Regions from separate parts of the Sus scrofa genome. Here region 1 is linked to region 2. The links are chromatin contacts, called in public HiChIP or PLAC-seq maps. All regions are on one chromosome and are shown on one strand. Each heading gives the region's core, a stretch centred on a gene start, on an enhancer-like site or on the middle of the called end of the contact. The rest is flanking DNA. Distances are from core to core; before and after follow the strand shown. Region 1 overlaps TXLNB (beta-taxilin). Region 2 has its middle 550 kb from the start of CITED2.

Evidence for each region. HiChIP or PLAC-seq counts read pairs in DNA pulled down with a chosen protein or histone mark.
Region 1: an H3K27ac HiChIP or PLAC-seq map of alveolar macrophages shows a contact between it and region 2. The contact joins two enhancer-like sites. A contact is called at or near these places in 11 of 47 Hi-C or Micro-C datasets (alveolar macrophages, blood, embryonic fibroblasts and 6 more) and 1 of 2 datasets of contacts at active chromatin or transcription factors (alveolar macrophages).

Annotation. Positions count from the first base shown.
Region 1 is chr1:25,278,536-25,285,356 of Sscrofa11.1, reverse strand. TXLNB (beta-taxilin) reads right to left here. Exons shown (of 9, transcript XM_021087298.1): 8 at 4,344-4,439; 9 at 54-3,213. The coding sequence ends at 2,464. Among named protein-coding and RNA genes, the nearest start is that of TXLNB, 53 kb to the right of the region's middle. Within about 2 kb of position 4,611, at least 6 of the 83 cell types and tissues checked have an H3K27ac peak or open chromatin away from gene starts, as enhancers often do. A contact at or near this core is called in alveolar macrophages, where this site is marked.
Region 2 is chr1:24,601,662-24,608,159 of Sscrofa11.1, reverse strand. No RefSeq gene overlaps it. Among named protein-coding and RNA genes, the nearest start is that of CITED2, 550 kb to the left of the region's middle. Within about 2 kb of position 1,914, at least 12 of the 83 cell types and tissues checked have an H3K27ac peak or open chromatin away from gene starts, as enhancers often do. A contact at or near this core is called in alveolar macrophages, where this site is marked.

The DNA of each region.
Region 1 (6,821 bases), core at 3,362-5,861, 670 kb before region 2:
GAGTAAAAATAAATGTAAATGAAAATTAAAAAACAAAACACTACAAGAGCATATGGGAAGAGAGATGACTTTTTAATAAATACATAAATTATAATTATTTAATTTAGAAAACACCAACAACTCCAGTGTTTCTGGAAAGTAGACTTAGCATCTCTAAAAATAGCTACATGAACTTGCTAAAGAACAGAAATTCCTTATTCTTTTGGGTCTTATGAGTTATTGTTATAAATGCTAAGGACAAATTCTAGCACAAAGGACTATAATGAAACATTCTTTGAATATTAAAATAATTCCTCCAAAACCTATATTAAGCCTTACAAATTTCAAGCAAGTTATTGTATCTGAAACTCTGCTCAAGATATACACCATAGTGAGTAATGTGTTGCTATGAAAGCTTTTTGGACCAAAAAAAAAAATGACCTCTGGGAATTAGAATATTTGATTTACTGGATTTTGGCTCCTCTCCTGCCTGTTTCTCTTGCTAAGCATCCAGACTGTGATTATCTAATCTTACTCCATTCTTGGAAGTTTAGTCCCTGTAAATAATGGGAAAGGAGACCCTCCTGGTTTGTACTAGGGCATATTTGGCTGTGAATTAAATGAAGGTTTAAATCTCTAAGATTTCCAGTTAATGTTGAATTTGGCTGGATACCCTGTAGTTATAATAGCTTAAGCCTTTAAAAATACATGGGTTTTGAAATAATGATATGCATTTTTTCCCTGATTTTCTTCCTGACAAGCATTTTGTTATTACCCTCACCGTCGACTTCAAACAAATTTAAGCAATTTACAATTCTTATAGCATATGGTTGCTGCCCACGAGCACTTCGTGTGCTTTAGCAGACAGCCACATGCAACACTGAAGAATGATTTCTTGGATGAGTACTAGAGAATCATGCTTTTATCCATTTTTCTACTTGAGTTCAACTTTTAAGGTAGGTTTGGATTAGATTTTTTTCCCCCTCCCTCCTTCCCTTCCTCTATCCCTTTCCCCTCCTCCTTCTCTTCCTTCCTAAGTCTTTGTTGCAGTCTCTCTTTATTCTAGATAGAGTAATTCATGCTGTCAATATTATTAGAGACTCAGGTATTTCTAGCTTTTGCATCTCCTGAATCCTCACCTATTTTTTCAAGTCATTTTCAGTAGGGATGAATCTGCCCTTTGCTTTGTACTTTTGGCTGTACAGAATTCATCAAAACAGAAAATGTGTTGGTTTGTAAGCCTCATCACTCATATTAAAACCCTGTGTGGATTTCTGTTTTTGGAAAAATAATATCTTTTCCTTAGCCATAATTGAGATGAGGGCTGAGGGTAATTTCCTGCTGTGAAATAGAGGGTTGGAAAGAAGGAGCAGAAGCTTTGAGAATATAGGCTACGGCAGTAACAGCAAAAGGTGATGGGGAACCCTCTGATAGACAACAGGGAATCAAGGGAAGAGTTGGCAGGGCCAGGTAAATAAATATGCTATCTCGAGATCTCTGTAGCTCAAGAGGTGAGGGACCAGAGCACAGCCTTTCAGACTGAGGTCCTTAATCCTTCCATCCCCTAGCTCCCTTCCCCACTTCCAACCCCTTCCTTGCAGGAAGCCAAGAGTGAGCTGACTCACCACTTGAGGGGGTTGCAAGGCAAAGGGCTGAGTTGTGCAGGTGAAACAGCTGGAAGTGGTGAGCCATCTACTGCTGTGATTATCCCCCGCCCCCTTAGAGCCTCTTGTGGCCACCTTTGTGTCTATGCGCTCTGTACAGCCCTTCAATCTAACCTAACTTCTGTCCTGCCACTTAATCCATTTATTGAATTTATTGACCTACCATTGTTATTGTTACCCAATATTACATGGCCTAAATACTTGTGTTCTGAAACAAATTCACAGAGCATTAGTCTACTGTAGTCTCAAGTGCAAGTAAGAGATAATCTTTTTGATAAGCATCTAAATATTTTGCATGAGAGAAATACAAAGAGATGAGAGAAATGTATGTGTAATATATATACTTGCATATATGTGTATAAAATATACACATACATATGCAAATGGATATATTATATATGTAATGTTTAAATGGAACCTGGTCATCCACTACTTACTATGGAACTCATTAAACTATACAGAAATAAATAAAGCATTACATTTTCAGTATTTATATATTGTAGTGGAAATCTTTAAATACCAAATTTTACTGTTGATTAGGAAACTGAATTAAGTATCATCATAATGGCAAATTAATATACAGTTGCTACTCGGATTTTTTGTTGCCATTTGGGAAAATTATACCATCAACCAGTACTAAATAGAAAAACTCCAAATCAGTTACAAATTGAGAACAAATAACAAAGGCTGATTGTACTCTACTTAACATTTAAAATGTCTTGATCTGATTAAGTCTCTTCCATTAGATGTCTCTAGCTCTTAATGCCTTTTTCAGGTGAAAGATGGAAAGTCAAGAAGAGCCTCTGAAGGCAGACGAGGCTTAATCTACTCCTTCCAGATTGGTGTCGGCCACTTCTGGCCCCTGGGGCAGGGCCGTATCCCCTCCTGGCAGCCCCTCAGCGGTTGGCACGTGCTCACCTGCAGCGGGAGGTGGAGCAGGATGGTCGGCCTCCATCACCTGGAGCGAGGCCTCAGCGAGCGGCTCCAGCGCCTGACCGGAAGCTGCTGCCTGCGGCTTCCGGGGCTGCAGATCCACCTGTGCTTCGGTCGGGAGCCGGAAGCTTTGGGCCTCTGCTCCTGACTCAGCTGGGGGACTCCTGGCCCTGAGGGGAGGTTCGGCTTCATGTCCTCCCGCGGTCTCAGCCTGAGGCCTTGGTGGAGGCAGGGGACTCTCTGAAAGGCCTCGAGGGCTCAGGGGGGCTTGTTCCGGCTCCTTGAGGGTCGTGCTGCCGCCCTCTGGAGGACCGCCGACTTCTGCTGGGATTTCTTTAGACCCGTCGACGGTTGACTCTGGACGATGAATGACCATGAAGGCCGCAGCCAGATTCTGCACGGCATTGTGAACCCTATTGGCTTCCTCTGCAGCGGCATCAACCTCTTCACTCACAAAGGTATTTGACTCTAGCTCCTCGTCTGAGGTGTGCTGACTTTGGTCGTCTTTTTCAGGCATTTTCGCTTCTCTGATTTTCTTGTAGAGTTCATTTCTCTCTTCTTGTAAAGCTCGGCAGAGGTTTTCTAGCCTTCCGATTTTCATCACGAAGCATTCGTATTCTTTAGCTCTCAATGTTTTCTGTGATTTAAACACGCACACGCACATTAAATGACACAAAAAACAAAATGGCAAGGATGCCCTCTGCAATTTATCAGGCTCTGACCGCAAGGGGTTGGCTGGACGGGGACTTGGTCAGGGACATCACTCTTGCCCTGTGTTGGAGTCTTTGGGTAGAATTTTAATTCACATATTCTTTAGGAAAGAAAGATAGTTTCAGTCTGAGGCTTCTAAAATCTTAAAATGTATTTTCTGCTTTTAAGACTTAGAAGGCATAAGCAGAAGCTTGTGGCAAAATGATTGAGATGGACTGGGACTTGGCCGTCAGCAGTGCCTTAACTGTTCAAGAGATAAATTGCTATATGCTAATCAAGCAACTGTTTGATTTATGTTTATGAATAATAAGCACATCTCTTTGGAATTGGTTGCAGTTTGGGATGAATTGTTAGAACAGTAATTATAAGTGGAGAAACTCACCATGCACTCATTCGTGATGCTGCTTAAACTGTTCATTTCTCCTTTTCTCTAGAAATGTTGGTGTGTTAGTGCATGAAATTGTTCCTAATCATCTTACTCCTTCACCCCTGCCTTTGTGCTATTATGTACCTTTTAAGACTTTTTCCCCCACTTGTTTACTGGAGAGATCTTCACCTGTAAGCCCTGCCTCTCAGGTCAAGGGCCATGTATCTTTGCCTTCATAGTCTCAAAACCTCCAGAGCCTGAAAGAATATCAGTATTTAAATGACTGTTGGAGGAATTAAGCAATTTATCTCTGTATCTGTCTATAAAATAACATATACTTTGGGTGCTTGGGCTGGTGTTTTTCTCACTGTGTTTGAATCAACTAATTAATTTACTCTGTGCCTGTTATGCATTAGGCACAAGGGAAATTCAAGCACAGCTAAAACATTCATCTAGCAGGTGTGGTGCTGCTTTGGAATCAACAAGTAGGCATATGACTTAGGGTTAAAATGCTCTTAATGAGTCTTTTGTGGTAATTACTTTTATTGCAATATCATATATAGCACATTCCAGAAAAATTCATCTCTTTTTCAAAGGTACTCATTTGTGCTATTAGGCCATAGTTGCTTTCTGAGTATAAATGTATTGACTAGTCAGGGGAAGAAGAGCAAGGGGAAAAGCTTCCTCACCTCTTCAATCATGTCCAACAGAGCTTTGTTACAGTTCTCAAACCGGGCTTTCCACGTGGCTGTTTCTTTTTCCAGCTTCTTCATTTTCTTAGTGGTCTATAGAAATTAGAATGTTTTAATGTTAATCCTGATTAGTTAATATATCAAAGAAACTGTCGGTGCCATATGTGATGTCAGGAAAAGTTCTTTTGTTACCAGCTACTGAAGGAAACAAAAATTCAATACCAAGGAATGAAGAATGAGTGGAGAGAGTCATGATTTATTTCTGAATCATCTGGGTCAGTGGTGAACAAATTTATTTGCATCAGAGCCAATTCAGGAGAAAGGGAACTACTTAGGGCCTTCCTGTTTTGTCATGCTTTTTCTTTTGTTTAAAATAAAAATAGCTTTATTGAGTCCCAAGAATAAACTTGAAATTTAAGTTATTTACTTTATTGAATAGAAGACTATTAGTGAGAAAGTTGGCCTGGCTTTTTAGCCATTAAAATGTTGATAATATCTGGGCATATCTGAGAAGTGTCCACACAAAGGCAGCTTTCTATTTTCTCAGTCTTTACATTTGTAGAATGCAGTAGGATTTACAGAAAGTGATTACATGCGTTATTCATTTCGTTCTTTTTTTTTTTTTTTTTTTTTTTTTTTTTTTTTTTGTCTTTTGAGGGCTGCACCTGTGGCATATGGAGGTTCCCAGGCTAGGGGTCTAATTGGAGCTGTAGCCGCCGGCTTACACCACAGCCACAGCAATACCAGATCCGAGCCGTGTCTGTGAGCTGCACTACAGCTCACCACAGTGCCAGATCCTTAACCCAGTGAGCGAGGCCAGGGATTGAACCCACAACCTCATGGTTCCTAGTCGATTCATTTCTGCTGTGCCACGATGGGAACTCTCATTTCATTCTTGAAACAATTCCCTAAGGAAAGTTCTGTTTTCACCTCTATAAATGGGGAAACTAAGGCTCAGGAAGGTGGAATAATATTCAGGTGACTCAGCAGAAGAGGGGGCCTGGAGTCCTTTCACTTAAAGCAACATGTATGGAGTGCCTGCTTGTCACCAGGCAGGGGCTAGGTGTAGGGCATACAGAAGTGAATAAAAGGTAGCCTGGCTTTTTCGTGACTGAAACTGTTCCTAGTTAGAGGATCTCCTTTCTTTTTGGATAAAGTGAAGGATAAGGCATGTGTTTATTTAGGTGCATTTACCCTGGATGAGCCACACTTGGGCACTTGCTACTTCGGGCCAGACTGCCTGAGGCTGGGTCTCTCCACTTGGAGGCCAGAGGCTGGCCCCAGGCTGTTGGCCCCTGGGCTCTGTAGAGAAGCTATGTGAGCCTTGGATACTTTTTTATTTTGATAATTTTTAAAATGAAGTTAGTAGTTTATAAACCATTAAAAGTTATCACCTCCTTTAGGAATTTGATGAAATCTATGGGACTACACTTAAACCTAAAGAAATACGCATATCAAATTTTTTTTTTTTGGTAATTCTAAGGTCTTACTGCTAAAAGTCTATGAAGCCTCAGATTAAAAACTCCTGCTGTAATATCTATTTCAGTCTTAAAACTATGTATCTTGGAATAAATAGCATTTTTCCTACCTTAGTATTTATTTCAAATTAAAACTATGATTAAATTTTTAAAAATGGAATTGGAAAGCTGTAACTTTTTTAAAAAAAATCTTTTCTTGTTTTTTTTATGGTAGAAACAGCTTTAAAAAAATGATTTTTTTTTTTTTTTTTGTCTTTTAGGGCTGCACCTGTGGCATATGGAGGTTCCCAGTGTAGGGGGTCCAATCCAAGCTGTAGCTGTCAGCCTATGCCACAGCCACAGAAATGCAGGATCTTTAACCCACTGAGTAAGGCCAGGGATCGAACCCAAGTCCTCATGGATACTAGTCGGGTTCGTTAACTCCTGAGCCACAACTGGAACTCCTAAAAACAAAAATTTAAGAAATTAAGAGGTTCCTTTAATATTGTATCAACTTCTAAATTTATTTTTATTAAAATTTTTATTAAAGTATAGTTGATTTACGGTGTTGTGCCAATATCTGTCTAAAGCAAAGTGACTCAGTTACACACACATACACATATATACACGTTATTTTTTATATTCTTTTCCATCATGGTCTATCTCAGGAGATTGGATATAGTTCCCTGTATTATATAGTAGGACCTTGTTTATCCATTCTAACTGCAATAATTTGCATCAACTAGCCCCAAACTCCCAGTCCATTCCTTTTCCCCACCCCCTACCCTTTGCAACCACAAGTCTGTTCTGTATGTCCGTGGTTCTGGGAAAGCTGTAGCCGTTAAAAAAGTGTTCGCCTATTAAGTTTACTCATGAGTTGTGAAATTTATCATATTGTTTTTGAAAATTTTTTAAAAGGTATGCTTTCTACCCTTAAAAGGGTTAATGTCAATGACTTTCAGAAACACTGATGCTGATTTTGTTTTGGAAAACACTAAATTGAACAAAATTTAAAATA
Region 2 (6,498 bases), core at 665-3,164:
AGCAACATGCCTAATGTCACTGGAAAGATACTCAAACAGATTTCAGATCTGGGTTTGCTTGATTCCAAAATGTTCTATTTTCCTTTACTGGATAGTTGTCTACAGTAGGGCAAAGGAAGGAGGAGAAGCTAGAATGATCCAGGCAATCAGGGATGCAAGTCCAGATGAAAGGAGTGGCAGGAGATAAACACAGCTTTCTCAGTAAAATGTAGCTTTCCTTTTCTTCTTTTTCCAAGCATAATGTTTGTGTCTTTCCTGCTGCCAATCCCATTCATCATGTACTCCAGACAGTCTTATACCTGTCTAATCCTTACTATTTTTATTTCTGCTGTGTTTTTCACATTTGCATTCTGAGTGTTCTCTGCATAGTGTCTTAAAACAAATCATCAGAGGGTACTTGCTAAATGGGATGAGTATACCCCCGTGGAAAGCAAGATAGGCAAAAGCAGATCAATCCAGTTTTGTGCCACAGACTCACTACTTACCAACTCTATGCTTTTAGTCAATGCTCATTTTTTTTTTTTTAGAATCTCAACTTCCTCATCTATAAAAAATATTAGAGTAAAACATTATGCATGGGATTGTGGGGAGGAAGGATATCAAGTATAATATGGCAGACCAAGTTCCGGATCCAGTGGAGGAATCATATATCTTATTTAGTTCTCTTCTCTCTTCCCCTCAATGAACTAAACTATTAAACATTTGAGAGAGTGTCTTATAGAAGAATGGAAAGGATAATAAAATAAATAATAAAAAAGTTAAGTGCATTAATAAAAATACAAGTAAATAAGGGTATTTGATTAATGATCATCCTACAAACCATGGTTAATGATGCTTTGCCCCCAAAGCTACATGTATTATTAGTCTTTAGACAAAGCCTCAGTTCATAACCTGTACATTCATTAAACCTGAAATAGGCAAATGGATTATACTCAAAAGTCAATAGGCTGGATAAAATCACTTCTTAAGTAACATTTTCTATTTGTTATTGGCCCATTTGGACCTCAAGGATAAAAGATATTACTTATCAACTAATTTATACAGTGATGAGAATGAGAGATAATATAATGGATGAGAGAATCAAGATGAAAAATTATTTCAATAGGCTCAAATAATGGACCAAAACTAACAAGTAAAATTTAACAGGAATCAAGTTGAGACCTGCATTTGGGTTAGGTTCATGCTGTTAATTCCATATTATAAGAGAGAAGAGACATGTCTAGAAAATAATTCATGTGAAATCTATCTTGGAATTTTAGTTGACCAAAACTAAATGAGCTTACAATGTGAAGTGATTTTGAAAAATAGAAAATGACATATGAGGTTAATAAAAGAAGTAGGGACCATGAAAAATTATAAAAAGGATTTGCACTATTTTTTTACTAGTATTCATTCACCATCATCCAGTCGAATTCCTATATCAATCTAATAAAATATTCCCAAAGTCTTTGGGAGAGCTGTGTTTTCCATCTGTCCCTGGGATAAACTTTGGTCTCATTCCATTTGTTATGTTTTGGTTAAATGCCTCTTTAGCATCCCAATGAGGGCACAGCAGTTTGTAAAGGTGATATCTTGTAGTTTTATGTGTACATTTGTACGTGTGCACATCTAGGAGAGCCGGATGGCATTTAGATCCCAAGAATGGGAAAAAAAAATTTTTTTCCCATATGAGATTCTCCAAATGTTCTAGTCAACTCTTAGCTCTGACATCTTCCCACTTACTCAAGTTCATGAGATTCGATAGCCCTGTGGGGACTCTCATGTGCTTAATTAACACTGGGGCCAGGGGAGTACAGCTGTGAATGTTTGCTATGGCCATGGTCACTGATTGTTCTCCTGGTTAGGTAAGCAGTGCTAAGCTCTGTGTACACAATTGTGATTGCGACAACCATCACTACCTATTTTGGTGCTCAACATGAGTCAGCTTCCTTACTAGCTCTTTACCCTATTCAGTGACATGCTGCCATCTAGAGTCTTGTGTCCAGCCAAGGGATGTCTACTGGTTGTTCAGAGCTACCTATCCCCATTGCCCCATCTCATGGACCTGTGGCTTCCAAAGTCAAACACACATGCAAATAATAACAATGAAAAAAACATACACCTTGCCTTCTGACGTTTCAACATTCAGTAGAGAAATATTGGGATTTTTGTGAAGCTCATGGATTCTTTTCTTCCCTTGGCTGTCTTGTAGGGTGCCACACCTTGTGGTGAGGGAAAAAAGTCTTATTGTTAAAGACTTTCTTTTCCACTGGTGAGACTATTTAGAATCTGGTTCGAAAAGATAATACTGGTATAGACGTAATTAATAGTAATTTCTTTCATTTGGATCTGTGTACACATATGTGTGGGGAAGCTTGGGGTCCAGAGTGCCACCAAACTTGATGAACAGCATCTATGTAATCTGGGTCTATAGATTTGCTCCCAATATCAGAGTACCTCCTATACTCTTAAAAAGCATGTACTTTCATGGTGAAGTGGCAGAGGTGAGGGTGATCTTTGTTCTTAGATACCTGAAATTATCTTCAGCTACTATGTCAAGTCTGCTAGTGATATAAGCAGATTTCCTTGAGGACATCTTCTGTGGTTTTTCAGCCAACGGATATCCTTTGTACACTAGTAATCCTAAAATACCGGGTTGAATAAACAGATGAATCAGTGGACATGTTCGTGTATTTCTTTTTATTGAACTCAGTCTTACTAAATCACAGGTGGATTCTTTCCTTCCAGAGGACAATGACAAAAGGGCCATCAAGATGATGGAATGAGTTGAAGGCCAAGCCCTGTAGGGAATATTGTATGAATGGAGGACATTTCCCTTGTAGAAATGAAGAAGTGAAGACAGAGCAGACATGATGATTATTTTTGTATACTTGAAGGGATGATGTGTCGAGTGGATTTCTGTTTAACTTTAGAGGGTAGAACTCAGATCTGAAAGTAGAATTTTTAGTGAGGCAGATTAAATAACAAGTTTGAAATAGCTAGAGCTCTTAAAAAATGAATTCAACTTCCCTTGTGAAGCAGTGGATTCTCAATCATTGAAACTGTGTAAACTGAAGCTCATAGCTCTCTGAAAGGAATTTGATAGCAGTGGGAAAACTAGATGCATAATGGAGGTTCCTTTCATTTAAAGACTTGATAATCCCGTGATCTAGACCTAAGGATGTTTGTTACAATATTTCTGTCTCTCATACTTTTTTAGAAGGTTTGCTCTTCCCTCAGCTGTTTTCATATTTATCTTCAACCTTTGCATTTCTACATTCAATGATATGAATAATTTAAATGTGTAGGCTGAATGGCCAATGTTACACTCTAGGTACCTGTCTCTTTGTCTTCAAAAAAATGCAGCATCACTTTCAGCAATTATTTTATGACTGTACCCTTTTCCTAGGTACAAGGATGCTAAGGAAAAAGGGCATTAAACATTGGAAGTAACACTAAAGTTGTTTTTATTTGTTGATTCATGAATCTAGGAATATCCATGTTTTTTTAACTTTTATTTCCCCAATACAATTTTTTTTTCTACTGTATAGCATGGTGACCCAGTTACACATATATGTGTATGTTCTTTTTTCTCCCATTATAATGATCCATCATAAGTGACTAGACATAGTTCTCAGTGCTACACAGCAGGATCTCATTGCTAATCCATTCCAAAAGCAATAGCTGGCATCTATTAACCCCAAGCTCCCAATCCATCCCCTTCCTTCCCCTCCCCCTTGGCAACCACAAGTCTTATCTCCAAGTCCATGATTTTCTTTTATAACCTGTTAATTATAAATACTCATCATTTTAAAATGTTTTATTCCAGTCACTTTGATTATTCACAATTACATAGAACCAAAAGTTGCCAGGATAAAACACAGGAATCATTCTTAACGTGATTGGTAGCAGAATAAGACATTCTGAAGATGTTCTTATTTTCAAGTTTAGTGGTACTTGATTCTTGATTAAGAATTAGTCAATAGGAATAAAATCTCTCAAATCCCTCTATTAAGATACTACTGTGTTCAGCTTTTGAAAACTTTCATCAAATTCAGCAAGAAATTTATAACATAGGAGTTTTCTATTTTTTCTTTTCACTTAAAATTTCATTTAAGAGGATGGAAAGAGAGTTGATCTTCCATATAATATTATGTTAAAGGCAAATAAGAAAATCTGAAGAAGATAGAGTTGAAAGTTCACTTAATAATTTTTGGATACGTGAAAGAGAATATCATAGTCATTATAATGTAAAGGTTTATTTCCTAGCACTTACAGTATAAAGCTTATGTAGATATTAAAAATCTCCAGATTATAAGAAATTATCTATTTGTAGATACATGATAAACTTTTTAAATGTTGAATGAATAAACTCAACATTATTATAGTTGAATTTCAGTTTTATTAGGAAATTTTCGCCATTCTTGAAAACTTTAGGATGACATTCTTTGACTTGGAAATCAGAGAACAGGCACATTAGGTTATAAGACAAAAGCATAATATTCAAACCATCACAGTAATTAGATTCATTGATTGTAATTAGAGAGTTGGGAAATAACCTTTATGTTGTCATTCTGAGAAAATAGCTTGCAGTAGTCTGCTACAGTTCAGGGAATTGCAACTATACATGGCTTTAGAGTTAGGTTTTCTATGGATAGATATAATATCATGGAATTTGTACTATCACATAAAATATGAGAACTTATAGTCTTCTTGTGTTTTAATAGTCTCCTTGGTATTTGGTTTATACAAATAACCTAGATGGATAGTACATACTCTGGTAGTCAATATTCCATATACAATGCCTATTATTTTGTATTATTTAAATGGACTCTAAAGTAAATAGGTGATCTTGCCACATCTATACTAAGGTAATTATTGTTTAGAAGAAATAGAACATTGTTTTTTGTACTCTAAAGTTAGAAATACATTAAGTAATAAATTCATATCTATAGTTCAAACCTAGCTCAGACATCTGCAGTGGTTGAGTTGAGTGGTTAAGACAGTACAACTCTCAAAGCGTGCTGTTGGCAAAGTGCCCTGTACAGAAAATTGTACAACTCAGGGAAATGAAAATGCAGAATTCTAGAAAACTGAACAGAATTGCAAGCCTAAACTCACAGGGATAATGTGATCTTGTTTCAGAAACAATTTAGGCAGATAATTAAGCGAATTTACCTGTGGGGTTGACTACAGCCTAGACAATTTTCTAGTGTCAAAGCTTAATTCTAGGTACTCGAGGACAGAAAATATTTCAAAGAAAGAGAAACAAATACAGAAAATAGTATTTTGGGTATTGAGGTTTGAGACATTGCAACATTCTACTATTTCCTTGTATTTTTATTTGCAACTCTTGGATACTCAAGGGGTCATTCTGAGAAGATAGGCTTGTAGTAGTTAATTTTGATTAATAGATTAATGGATTGTAGATTGAGGAGAAGGAAAAAAGTGCTTCTCATCTTTGGGATATCTATTCTGAACTACAAACAAAAGTATTTCTTTTCATCATTAATGTATATCCTTTGCTGTTATTCCCCAGAGCTTTACATTTAGAATGGTTTGAAGCACAACTTAATTAAAAAAAACATCTGTGCCACTGCAATGGAAACGATACATAAAGTTTTTCAGGATACACTCAAGGAGTAGGAGAGAAAAAGAACAAGAAAGAGGAGAACCAATCAGCAGTTTGTTTTCTCTTGTGTATTAATTTGAGGGTCTTGGGGGAGAGTTCGGGAAAAGGGTGAGGTTACGCCAACATTATGGACTGGAAATGCTGCCACATATCCATTGAGAGAACTATGCCTTACAAATATTTTTCAAATGATTTAGAGTTGGCTAAATCCAATGCATGTTTTTACCATGAATTTTCTATTTTAAATGTTTAAAAAAATAATAGATTTTTAAAAGAAAATGTAATCCATATGTTACTGATTCATTCACACTTATCATATTGTTTTGTGTGGTGTCCAAAAACTTCATTTTTTCAACCAGGAAGTCACATTTTTATAGCACCAAAAAAGACCTTAAACCTGGAAAGTCTCAAATTTCATTTTAAACTCAGAACCCAAGGAATTTGAGTGGGTTCTAAACTTGGCAATGTGCCTTCACCCTAGTTAACATATTGATGGAGTTATATATTCCTGAACATATGGGTTAAAAGTGGAGCTGTTAATTCTGTTTTGATATTGATGCTGGATATATTCAGTTTGACTTCCAAGTTTGTTTGCCATGAGGAAACAATTGGTCACTTGTTTTATTATTTAAAAAATTTTATATATTGACCCGTATCCTTAAATATACAATAAGTGTTATCAAATATGTAACAAAGCTGGTGTATGGAAAATGCATAATTTTCCCTAAGGGTTATTTGCTAATATGGAACACAGGACTCTAAAATGTGATGAAAGGAAGGACTGTGGAACAATGGGTCATGATGGCTAATTTTATGGGGAACACATGCATACAATGTAATTTAAAACACATGCTACAGCAGTTATAGTAAAAGGCTCAGAGAATTAG